3 separate regions of the Danio rerio genome follow, and regions 1 and 3 are each linked to region 2. The links are chromatin contacts, called in public HiCAR-type and Micro-C maps. All regions are on one chromosome and are shown on one strand. Each heading gives the region's core, a stretch centred on a gene start, on an enhancer-like site or on the middle of the called end of the contact. The rest is flanking DNA. Distances are from core to core; before and after follow the strand shown. Region 1 holds the start of mdm4 (MDM4 regulator of p53). Region 2 holds the start of atp2b4 (ATPase plasma membrane Ca2+ transporting 4). Region 3 has its middle 22 kb from the start of mdm4.

Region 1 (3,988 bases), core at 947-3,446, 160 kb before region 2:
TGTTTGAGATTGTGTTGTCTGTCATACCTTTCCTCTGTCTTTTCGGGGGTTTTTTCTCGTAAGGCACGGCTTTCGAAATGACATGAGACTCTGCTGGGTAGTTGCCCTGGTTTACCAGCACTTGTTTAGGTCTGTAATTTCTTAGCATTTTCATAAGGGTGGTGTTGTTTTAAATGATGAAACAGGCTTGTGGTGTTGCCTGCTTTTGATGACACGAGTCGTCTTGCGCAGTTTTCAGTGCACGTTGCTGATTTGTGTCGGACAGCAAAAAACTAAGTAGCTCAAGACTGAGGTCTAGTGACGTTTCTTGTCAACAATGTCTGTGACTCTGACCTTTTTTACCTTATTTTCTTACACCTTTAAGTACAACTATGGCTGTAAACTTGTACAGCGTGCGGCATCCTGAAGGGCAAACTGCAAAATGCTTGCGCAATGTTACGCATAGTGCGTAAATATTATCGAGCAATTATCGAACTGTCATTATCGTTTTATCGAAAAAAATATATATCGCGATAATTATCGATATCGAATTATCGCCCAGCTCTAGTGTAACGCACACTGTCTGACTGATTTAATTTAAAGTCAGATAAGTCTGATGTTCTGATTGCCATTTACAAATGAATGGTCTTGGCTTTTTCACAGATTTACTGTACTGCACTGTTATTGTAGCAGGATGGAAACATCTGTTTAAAGGACTACTGGAATATAACTACAGTCAAACAATAGCATTTGTGCATTTTTTATATGGAAATAAGGTGGCATGCATTGTTTAAACATTATTTTGATTATCTGAAAGCATGACCCTATGTTCACAGTTTTATTTAAATAAACAAGTCAGATGATATTTTAAGATGTTATAGTTATACTCAAATTAAACGCATGTATTCTATTTTGAAAGTCAGAAAATAAAACTGGTTTCATGATTTGAGGTTACCCATTATAGCAAGAACTAAACTCTATAAATCTGTCATAATATTACGAAAAATATATATATTATTTTCTTGACTTTTTGTAACCTTTCAACAGAAAAAAGGGCTAGTTTGAGATCTGGTTCTATATTCTCTCAAATGCTACAATCTGCAATAAAATTTTAAAGAAATAGAGATTTGACATTTATCGTGAACATTATTGATATTGACTGATAAAAACAAATTTATCATGATAATTTATTGGCCATAATGCCCAGACCTAAGATTGACAACTGAGTCTCACTTGCATTTTTACGTAGGTTACAGTAAGTCAAAAATCAAAAAGGTCAATATTCACACTTCTGTTCTATTGGGCCCTATGTAAATAAAAACAGACGTTTTCCCCCTGTGCATAAGCTCCATATTCTCACTTAATCAATGTAAGGTTAAATCACAAATGTCAAAGCTGGTTGAAACTGATTGAAAGTTCATATAGCTTAACCGTGAGAAAGTCACAATTCTTGCTCACCTGAGTCCCTTCCCCTGGAAGAGTCCTGCATGACCCCGGTAACTGAGATGACGATGCCAATGAGGTCATAATTCACTCAAAAACTGGGGAGAAAAAACAACATTTATTTTCAGATCAACGCCAACGTCTGTTTTATTTGTGCAAACTAGGGCTGTGTTTCAATTCCAAGTAAACTGTCAATGCAGACAGCATTTCTGGACTTCACAGACGTTTTCTCGTTCGAATCGTGCTCAAAAACTCAAGAAAAACGCAATACGTGTCAATAATTTATAAAGTGCATGCAAGCACATGCTAAACATGCTTAAAATAAATAAATGCATTTATTTTCTTGATGACGTCACATTTTAGCCTTTAGCTAATGACATAACTTTCAATGCGCGTGAAATAGAACATGCTGGACACCAAAATGACTTTACTTACCATTCTCCTAGTTCTGGCATGTGGGTAATACGGTAAATTGTAATAACTGGTTGGATAAGTTTTAATCCATCGTGGTTGAAACGAGGATGCTAAGCTAACGTAGGCGAGCTATTAGCGCGCGACATTTAGAAGCTGTTAACATATAACTTCAAGTAAACCTCGCGTGAACGCGCAGGCAGTGTATTCACACTCACCGTGTTATCTGTAAACGATTACATGGTTTCCATTTATTAAGGATAAGCGTTTGTGTAAAGAAAGGGAGACGTGTGTGTGGGTATTTCTTGTAGAACAGTTGAAGTTGACGTAGTGTATGTCGTCACGTCAGCACGGTTGCCAGGTCTCGCGCAGTTCCCCTTTTCGAAATTTAAGAGTGTACCTAACGGGGGCGCTGTAAGTTGTGAGTCAGTAAGTTTTTCTCTCAATACCTCAGAACATACAGCAAAATCACTTTTTTTTGTAGACTGAAATGTATATAATCAGGAAAACTGTGTATGAACATGTGCTTCTGTGAAAACAGAAGCACATGATTAGATTACAGATTGCATTTATTTTTACCTAGATTACAGATATGAAGTTTGGTGTATCTAGCTACTGTATGTGCTGCTGAAATGGGGATTTATAGCTCAATGCTGGAAAAAAAAGAAAACTTTCCAATAATATGTGTAATTTAAATAATGATTAAGTCTAAATAAACAAATTCAATAAAAGCCAGAGAATAGGTTAATAAGTAGTAGTACAAAGTCTGGACCTGAAGAAAGCCTTTGACACAGACCACGGTTAATCACAGTATCTTACTAAATAAATGAAGAGTTCAAAATGTCAGCAGAAGCCTTACAGTGGTTTATGTCTTATTTGGGTAGGAGACAACAATGTGTGAGGGTCAATGGGTTCTATGCGTTCTAACAATATGGGAGTACCTCAAGGGTCTGTTGTTGGCCCATTGTTGTTTACAATGTACATAAAAGATCTTCCAGGCTGCTGCCCGGGGGTTAACTGCCAGTTATATACTGATGACACAGTCATCTATGTGTGTCCTAAAACATCTTGCTGGGCAGGTAAACAATGGAGGCTTTACAACATATTTCAAGATGGCTTGAGCTGTCTAATTTAACGTTGACTGTCAAGTAAACAGTTTCTATATGCTTCTCGGCCTGTAATGGATACAAGGTGCTGATTAAAATAAGGGTGTTAAAAAAGTAAATGAATTTAGGTATTTTGGCATAACTAGACATTCATTTAAATTTTGATAGTCATATTAAGCCAAGTCTAAACTGTTATTGTTTTATCAAGTTTTTAACATATCAAACTGCAAAATTATACTTGCACACAATGTTATTCTCTCACTTGACATATTGCATTACATCGTGGTCACAAGCTTCTTTGACTACATCAAAGCCTATTGAATTAATATATAAACAAGCAGTTACAATTATGGACTTATATGCGATGGCATCATTGTGATGTTTTATGTAAACATAACCATTTTAGTTTTGATGGTTTTATTAAATGTAATTATCTTAAATTGGTTTTTAAATTTTTAAATAATTGTGTTCCAGTGCTGTTTTCTGATTTAATCAGTAGGCATCAAACCTCTCACAGAGTCACACTAGCAACTGCTAATGGTGACTATTGCCAAAATGTAAGACCTCATTTGGTCAATCTGTTTTAAAGGGAGCCAAATTATGGAATGATTTACCTGTTAGCCTAAAATCAGAAAGTAATAGAAATATTTTAGTAGCGTTCTTAGAAAGTGGTTAAAAGCAAAACTGCAGTGTTTGCACAAATAGTTTACCATTGTTGGATCATGCCGCCTTTGCTTTTGCAATGCATTTATTATATCTTCATTTTGTCAAGTCTCCTGTGGATAGGTGTTGAGAATTAGCAAGTCTGCTAAAACACTTAAACAAATGCATTTGGTTGTCCAGTGCAATTGTGATGTTCATATCAAATAAATAAATAAATAAAATAAAAAAGGCGCATCAAGAATGGTGAAAGTCGCCATTTTCTAATTTTTTATATTGTCCATTGATGTTTAGTATCTCATCAGACACTTGCTACCTATATTGTATACATTACAAGGGTGAGGGAAGAGTGAATTTGAGATAAAGTCATGGTCAGAATTATTGACATC
Region 2 (4,329 bases), core at 1,491-3,990:
ATAGCTGGAGGGCCGTAGCTCTGCACAGTTTTTCCTCCAACCCTAATCAAACACAGTTGATTAAACTAATCAAGACTACTAGAGACTTTTAAGCAGGAATGAGTTGGAGGTGTTTGGAGCTAAACTGTGCAGAGCTGCGGCCCTCCAGGAATTGAGTTTGAGACCATTGACTAGGAGGCAAGAGGTAGTTTAAAATATCGAAGCAGTGTTGGTGAATATTACAATGCTGTCCAAACTTCTCAGAGCAGTGTTTCGAGGACTATGGATGTGCGCACGTTTTGCTCTCAATAACATAATACATAAAACTGCAGTTAAGACAATAGACTAAACAGAGAATTTTATTTTTAATTTACAATAGTCCAAAAACGCACAGCAGCAGACCACACCACACCTTACCTATCCACTATTTTAGGGGTTCCCAAACTTTTTAGCCCGCAACTCCCAAAATAGCAATGCCAGTGACTTATACAGTGGTTATACATACACAAACCTTGCAAGCAAAGGCACGCGCGCACACACACTAATAAGCCCAAGTCTAGTTTACATTTGATTTTGTAGAACGCCACCCAGAGATCATTCTCCATGTTCAGTTGTGGCCTGTATTTATTTTTAATGTATGCGAGTGCTGTAAAAGTTTAACTTGGTGCCATAAAATAAATATCCTGCACCTGACGATATTGCTGTCTTTAATAAAACGTTAATGACCCCAGGAGTCACAACACATGCATGTTGTTTTTTTAAACGTAACTATTAACTACTATTATGAATTTCTGTGGGCTATGGATAAGATATGCTCATTTAAATAGTTTAATAAAATTTATTTACTTTCTGGAAAGCACCATGTGATTCCTGAGGGGTCCCTACCCCCACCACTTTGGGAACCACTGCACTAGTTAGTCAATGAGAATATTTCTGGAAAACGGCAATCCAATTCAATCTAATTTTGTTTGAAATGACATCACGCCATGAAATCAAATGAAATTACATCAGACATCATGCCTTTCTTCAATTTGACTTGAAGCATTTTAGACATTTTAGCTACAGAATTCCTACAAAACGTTGCACTATATCTGGGAAAATAGGATATTAAACATATCCTGACCTTTATGAGTCAAATGTTCTCAAGAGATTCATGTTTGTACATAATGCACAAAGCACACAAAGGACGTTTGTCAACATGACACCATAATCAGTCTCAATAAGGAAAAACAAACAATGGAAGTCAGTTACTGAAGCACCCCAACGTGCTAAAAACTTATTTTATGCATTACACCTTTTTAACAGCAAACTGTTAAAGTGGGTAATGTCGTGTTTTAAGCTCATTTCAGCACCTCTCAGACTGTCACGACTGCAAGTCACGGTTTTCATCTCTTCAGGCAGCTGAAGCCAACAATCACAAAGGAACCTGAAGGTGACGAAGAACTTCAAACCCCTGAAATCATACACGAATGTCCATACTTAGATATAACCCAAAACAAAAAAAAAAGCATGTGTGCCTCGAGTTCGTCTCTTTCTGACACATCCGGGCAGGTTTTGATCTCCTCACAGGACAGAGCATCGAGCTCCTGACTGGGAACAAATTGCAGGGTTTCCCCTTCGACGCAATAGCGCGAGGACACACCCAGAGAGGCGCGAACGAGGCGCGGTGGACGTTACTCAAGGGGGTGACGTCAGAGGATCGACTGATTACCTCTTCATCAATCAGCAAGAGAGCCTCTTTGCTCTTCACATAAGATGTACCCATTCATATATGCCCATTAAAACCATCCTATTAGCCAGTAGAGCAAAACGTGCACTTCTCAACGTTATATGACTGCGGTGTCAGGAATGGTGGTGGAGTGACATTAAATCACACATAAAATCAATTGCGAAAAAAATAGGGGTTAAATGCAGCAGTTATGTGCATTACCACTAGCAAACGAATAAATTGCTCGAGGCGCAAAAAATGAACACTTGTAACAGGCAAAACATGTCTCGTGAGCAAATACGGCGAGGTTCAGAAGAAGAGCACAACAGATTACAAGATGGAACATGCACACGCACACCTGTGGATGGCAAAACATAAGAAGGAAACAAGGTTAAATAAACAGAATAAGAAAACAACAAGATTGAACAAACCTACCTTAAGGCTGGAGGGTTGTCAGAAAGAGTGAATGCCACACATGGGACGTTCCTCCTCATTCAGTGCATCGAGAAACAAGCCTTCTCCTCAAAAACAAGCCCTCTCTTCAAAACTCCCAATGATGAAAGACGCAAAAGGTCTCTAAGTAAACGCTTACACGGATAGGCAATGTCTTTCGTCGCTTGCAAACCGTGTTTGTTTACTCTGCATCTGGAAAGTAACTTTGGAATTGGTGCCAGTCAACCAGCAGGATGGAATTATCGTTAGTCGCCTTTCCTACATTTAAAATGCGACCTCCGAGTTAAGTCTAAAACACGTAGAAACTTCTTATCACGAGGTTTAGAAGTAAAAAGCCCGTCTGCTCGAATCCAATCCAACAGCCTTTTCTTGTCCAGAGAAAAAGGGAAATAATCACAAAAGAGATAGAGGTATGTTCCGCGTTGGTTACGGAACGCAAACGCAACAGATCCAAGTTTTGTTTGGTTTTAAATCTTGTTTTCTGCGTGTTAACTGCTCTGTTTGTTTCGCCGCCGTTTAACCGCCGGGAAAAGTGCGGATAAACGCAACCTTTCACCGCGCGACGAAAAAGACAGTTTCAATCACTGGTTGCCGTGGCTGGAAATCGAAAGAGGGAAGATAGAGATTCAGTCTGAGGGTAGGGAGAGCTGCGGCGGAGAGAGGGAGGGAGGGATCAGTCATTTAAGGTGGATCATAAGGAATATCGCAGCAAATGAATGGTCGGATCCTGGAATTCCCGACACCCCGAGTTGCTAGACAGGATATATTATAAAGAGAGAAATGTGACTATAAAGCGCAGTGGTGCGACAGTGTGTGAAGTATTGATTTGTTATTTTGATGGCTTGTTGGGTTTGCAGATAGGTGAAGAGTCTTTTTTTTTGTTTGTTTTTGTTTTTCAATAGCGTTGTTTTTTTCCCCAAATTTCTGTTTAACGGAGAGTATATTTTTTTCAACACATTTCTAACCACAATAGTTTTAATAACTCATTTCTAATAACTGCTTTATTTTATCTTTGCCATGATGACAGTAAATAATATTTAAGTAGATATTTTTCAAGACACTTCTATATTGCTTGATATTTAAAGGCCTAAGGTTAACAAGGCAGGTTAGGGTAATTAGGTAAGTTGTTGTGCAACGATGGTTTGTTCTGTAGACTATCGAAAAACATATAGGCCTAGCTTAAAAGGGCTAACGTTAATAATTTTAACCTTAATTTTTTTTTTCAAAAATTAAAAAATGATTTTATTCTCATCGAAATAAAACAATTAAGACTTTCATCAGAAGAAAACATATTATCAGACATAGTGTGAAAATATCCTTGCTCTGTTAAACATAATTTGGGAAATATTTAAAAAAGAAAAAAATCAAAGGGGGCTTATGATTCTGACGTAAAATGTATATAAGTACATCTCACTCAATTCTATCTTTTAAATTAATATTTTTAATGTGAAGCTACACAATATTATATATGTGCATATACATTTGATTAGTCAGTACTAAAGCCAAATCTTTTTTTTTAATGCACCAAAACACATTGTCTATATTCCCTGAGAAATGGATAAAAATATTAATTGAATTTAATGTATTTTTAAAGTTAATTAACAACAAAATAAATTGAGCTTGGCACTATAACAAGCTAGTTTTTTTTTTTTTCAAATCTCTAAAACACATGTTCTTTTAAAAAAAGGATTCACTAACAAGTTTCAACTGAAGGACTACAACTACCACAAGGATTCAAGTTTGCATATTTGATGTGACAGATGACTAGGCCCACACGGAATCTGCGCGCGCAGAATTTTCCGCAGATTTTCCGCAGATTTCTGCAGATTTTTAGCCCATTATTAATTCTGTTTATTTACTTGAGTAAATGTGTAAATCTGAATTTATTCAGTTTTTATACAGTAATTTATTGCTTTTTATTTAGTATATTAAGATTTTAGTTATGATACTCCGCTGGATTCTCCCAAAATAATTTCACAGAAATCTGCAGATTTTTTCCAAAATTTTCCGCAGAAATAGCAAAAAACGTCCGCAGAATCCGTCTGGCCCTGCAGATGGCTTTGGTAGTCCGTATTTAGCATCAGGTACTTCACTCCAGTGCAATAGATAGCAGAATTAAATTTTAAGTTGGTTTATCAATCTTCACTGAATGCAGATGCAAAATAACTTAAATGAAATGGCTTTAGGGG
Region 3 (4,223 bases), core at 164-2,663, 130 kb before region 2:
TACCAGTACCAGTAATTACCAGTTTACCACTACAGTTTACCGCTACAGTAAACTATAGATATACACACATATACTGTAGTAGTATATCAGCAAGCAGTAATGCACCAAAAAATGTGTTGTCGACCACCGAAAAACAGGAAGAAGAAGAAATCGTCATTATCGCCAACATTTGGGTTTACTTTCATCGGCTAGACACTGGCCTCACAGTAGTAAATTTCCGAATAAAATCGCGGGAGCGGTCGGTAACGGGTTTAATTTGGGACAGGAGCGGCTCACTCCCGACTCCCGAGCGAGCACGCGTATGTATGTGTGTAAATGAAACAGCGCGAAGCTGTGTTTAGCTTATTTGCTGCTGTGTGTGTATGTGTGTGTGTGCGCACGCGTGAATGTGTGTGCGCGTGTAAATGAGAGAGAGAGCTTTGCATGTGTGTGTGCTTGGGTGTGTGTGTGTGTTTATACAGACAGCTTTTTATAGGCTGTCTGGACTCTGTATAGCTGGTTGGTTTTCGGTTTTGTTCTCCCCCCTGCACTTTAGCAGGATCAGGCGCGGCAGGTAGAAAACGGGGTGGGTCAGGCAGCGGGACAACAAATGCTGAATGTAAGCGGGAGCGGTCGGGTTCAGGCTAAAACCTGGCAGGTGCGGGATTCAAAATTTAGTCCCGCGCAGATCTCTACCTCACAGCTATGCGATTGTTTGTGCCGTCACTTATTGCTCCCCGATCTGTAAATTCAGCTTGAGTGGACACTACTGTGCTACTTGCTTAAAATAACTGCTTCGTTCCTGTAAAGCTATTTTATTTAGAAAGTAGCGATGCTGTAGCTACACTATTGAAAAATGTAGTTAAGCTAGGAGCGTCACTACTGCCCAACACTTGATTGTATTTTATTTTAATATAAATAATACATTTTTATAGAACCTAAATGTATATGTATGCAATGGATTTTGTTTGTTGTCTAAAAAAAAAAAAAAAGAACAAGTGAAAAGCTGTTTGTACTGCATGTTTCATATTTAACATGTTTAATGAAAACACCTTTGAGGAAAAATAAAAATAAAATAATAATTATAAAAATATTATTTCGATATTACTGAGTTGACCAGGACACTTAATGATTCCAGATGAAATTCTAAATAAGACACCTAAAACAATTGCAAGAGCATGCCACCCAGAAGCACAGGATTATAAACTGCCAAATGACTTCCATCACATGTACCCTCTCCTAACACCTTTCTGAGTGGCTCCTTCATGAAGGGATTCAGTTGCTCACTTTTATTTGGAATGATCCTATGTGTGGTGTCCCCTTCAAAGGCACAAAAGCACCATTTGGAGTTAGTCCAGAGACAGAGGCAGAGAGAGAGAGAGAGAAAGAGGGGAAGAGTCGTGACGTGACTGAAGTACAGAACATGAGAGTGGAAAAAACAGGAAGAACCGCCAGCCGCCTGCATCTGTCTCTGCCTGGGGGTTCTTCAGACAGTGAACGTGCTGTGCAGGTCAACAACATAAAAGGCTGCTTGGCGATACATACACTATGTGGTAAAGACCAAGGTCAAAACAAGAACATATAAAAGTGCTATTGGCTAGCTTAGAAGATTGTGTCCTATAGTGTTTAACCATATTTGTTCAATTTTCGATCTTCTATCGATCAGATGTTCAGATTTAAAGGCATAGTTCACCTAAAAAATAAAAATACTCAGCCTCAAGTGATTATAAACCTTTAATTGTCATGTCTTATTTAACACAAAAGAAGATATTTCGAAGAAACTGAAAAACTGTAACTAATGATATCCATACAGGACCCATGACAGGCTTTCAGCTTACTTCAAAACAGGGTTTCTGCAGGTTTCACTAAGTTAAATTTAAGTCTTTAAGACATTTTAAGACCATTATGAATGACATTTTAGACTCATATAGGGCCAAATGCTAAGGAGTTTTTCGAATGGCCCAGATGGAAAATATTTTTATTTGCCCCATCAAAAACCTTATTATAATTAAATAAGTTTAAAAATACAATAATAATTAAAAAAATATTTTAGAAATTTCTTAGCAAAATATTTTAAATATTGAGTCAAAACAAGCAAGCTTGTTTGAAACAAACTTTTTTCAACAATTAAAAAAAAGGATAAATGTTTTTTTAAGTTTTAAAAACTATAATAAAGTAAATGTATGCACAACAGTCTGTCCAGGTCAAAAGGTTTATTGAGATGGATTGTTGGTGATTGTATGGATGTCATTGGCCAGATTGGGTAGCATAAACAACAGAAAATTAAGACCCGTTTAAAAAAGGTTTTAAGACCTACAACACAATATTTCAGTAGATTTAGGACATTAAGACTTTTTAAGACCCCACAGATACCATGTCAAAATATCTTCTTTTGTGTTCAACTTAAGAAAGAAACTCAAGCAGGCTTGAATAAGTGAAGGATGAGTAAATGAAAGAACTTCCATTTTTGGGTGATCAATTCCTTTAACTCCTCATCCCAAGCTAAATGTGACATGTCAAATTCTGGGTCTCAAGAGTTTTTGTTTTATTACCAAACACAGTCTAAAGTGACAGAATCAAAAAATCAGACTATACCTGATACTACTCTGCTGCATTTTCCTTTAAACAGAATAAAGTGTGTACATCACTTCTAGAATCATTTGGTTAATAATTTCATGAGACATAATTTGCTAAACAAAAACTACAAATTCAATTATATGTATAAACGGAGTCAGATCACTTAGGAACATTTTTTTGTAAAATAACATGTACTTTAATTCTGCTTGTGTTTTATGGGATTTGCATTGATATTTACATATCATATTTAGTTGTTTTTGCTCATTAGAAACAACTGTCTGTGGGATTACAGCGCAAAACTAGCATCCTTAATGTCTTAATGACCAGCATTCCTGATGACTGAACCTTTTAGACCCCATATACCCAAAGATCTCTTTTTGCCAACCCTATTATGAGTAGACAATGCTGAATTTAAGAGTAAACAGGATCTGAAACATTCAGTCACAAAAGGCCATTAACGGCGGTCTACTGACCAAACGTGTTAGTTTTGGGTGGGGCATCTTGTGAGAACACACACCTCAAAACAAAGTTTTGTTTTGTATTGTTCCAGTGTATAAATACAAAACAGATTATAACCTGTGACACATCTCATTCATTAGCTTGCTTGTACCGTAAGCTATTTGTCATGGGTTCATTTATTCAACAGTGACTGTGCTGCAGACTGAAGACTCCCACAAAAGTGATATGACAATATATCAACTGGGTAAAAGACCTCAATGAAATCCAAACACATGCAGTTATTAGGGATGCAATTGAATGTTTGTTAACAAACAAAATTCATACTCAAATAAGGAACAGATTGTCTGTTTAGACTTGTATTTACACGAGTGTAAATCAAATGCCTAATCTGTATTTTAAAAGAAAAGTTTATGATTAAGAGTCAGGGTAAGGTGTTTATTATATCAATAAAGCAGAACTATTCTCATTTACACTCAATAGGGTATTATAACATACTGTTTTATAAAGTAGCCTTAATATTAAGTAAATATTTGACACTAATTACTTATAATATATAATAGCATCTCAACTAGGCATGGGACTATAACCATTTTCAAGGTATACCGCGGTTTGGAAAAGTCAAGGTTTTAAAACTAAAAATTTTCTGCTATAGCGTATAGCGTTTTTATTTACTTTTATTTTTAGGACAACAAGTATCTTCAGCAGAAAATACATACAAAGACGCCATTTTAAATTGTAATGAAATCAGTGTTTTTGAAACAAATGAAGACGGCAGAAGTCGATTTATTTGAATTATTTAGCCTGAAATGTTTAGCTACTGTTCCAAAACATTTTAAATCTTTCTCAAAACAAAATATATTGTGTTTAAAAGGGAAAGAAGTTTTTGTTTTAACCCAGAGATTTAAAAATAATATATTTTAGAGCAGTAATTACAATACTGCAAAACGGTGATATTTTTATCCAAGGTTATCATACCGTCAGAATCTTACACCGGCCCATGCCTATTCTCAACACACTTTGTGCAAATAAAACAAACTTTTTAACAATAGTGTAAGGATAACATTCAGTATTGAACACTTAGGATGCTTTCATACCCGTTTTGTTCCGAAACAGGGATTAAAATTGTTACAATGTTGCTTTTTGTTGTTTGTGCGGTTCGCAAAGTTTCTAAATGAACCAAAAGAGCTAAAACAAGTCACGTACGAGTA

What was found. A called contact is a pair of places that touch in the nucleus more often than the background predicts. HiCAR-type assays count read pairs that join an accessible place to other places.
Region 1: a Micro-C map of caudal fin shows a contact between it and region 2, with 4 times the contacts expected there. The contact joins the promoter of mdm4 here to the promoter of atp2b4 in region 2. A contact is called at or near these places in 4 of 18 Hi-C or Micro-C datasets (caudal fin, embryo, hematopoietic stem cells and 1 more) and 3 of 4 datasets of contacts at active chromatin or transcription factors (caudal fin, embryo and gastrula embryo).
Region 3: a contact with region 2 is called in a HiCAR-type map of caudal fin, with 4 times the contacts expected there. The contact joins the enhancer-like site here to the promoter of atp2b4 in region 2.

What each region holds. Positions count from the first base shown.
Region 1 is chr11:25,015,444-25,019,431 of GRCz12tu, forward strand. It overlaps mdm4 (MDM4 regulator of p53), which reads right to left and starts at 2,197. Exons shown (of 11, transcript NM_212732.2): 1 at 2,052-2,197; 2 at 1,438-1,520. The coding sequence starts at 1,506.
Region 2 is chr11:25,170,041-25,174,369 of GRCz12tu, forward strand. atp2b4 (ATPase plasma membrane Ca2+ transporting 4) reads right to left here and starts at 2,741. Exons shown (of 6, transcript NM_001077467.1): 1 at 2,123-2,741.
Region 3 is chr11:25,037,823-25,042,045 of GRCz12tu, forward strand. No RefSeq gene overlaps it. Among named protein-coding and RNA genes, the nearest start is that of mdm4, 22 kb to the left of the region's middle. Within about 2 kb of position 1,414, at least 12 of the 62 cell types and tissues checked have an H3K27ac peak or open chromatin away from gene starts, as enhancers often do. A contact at or near this core is called in caudal fin, where this site is marked.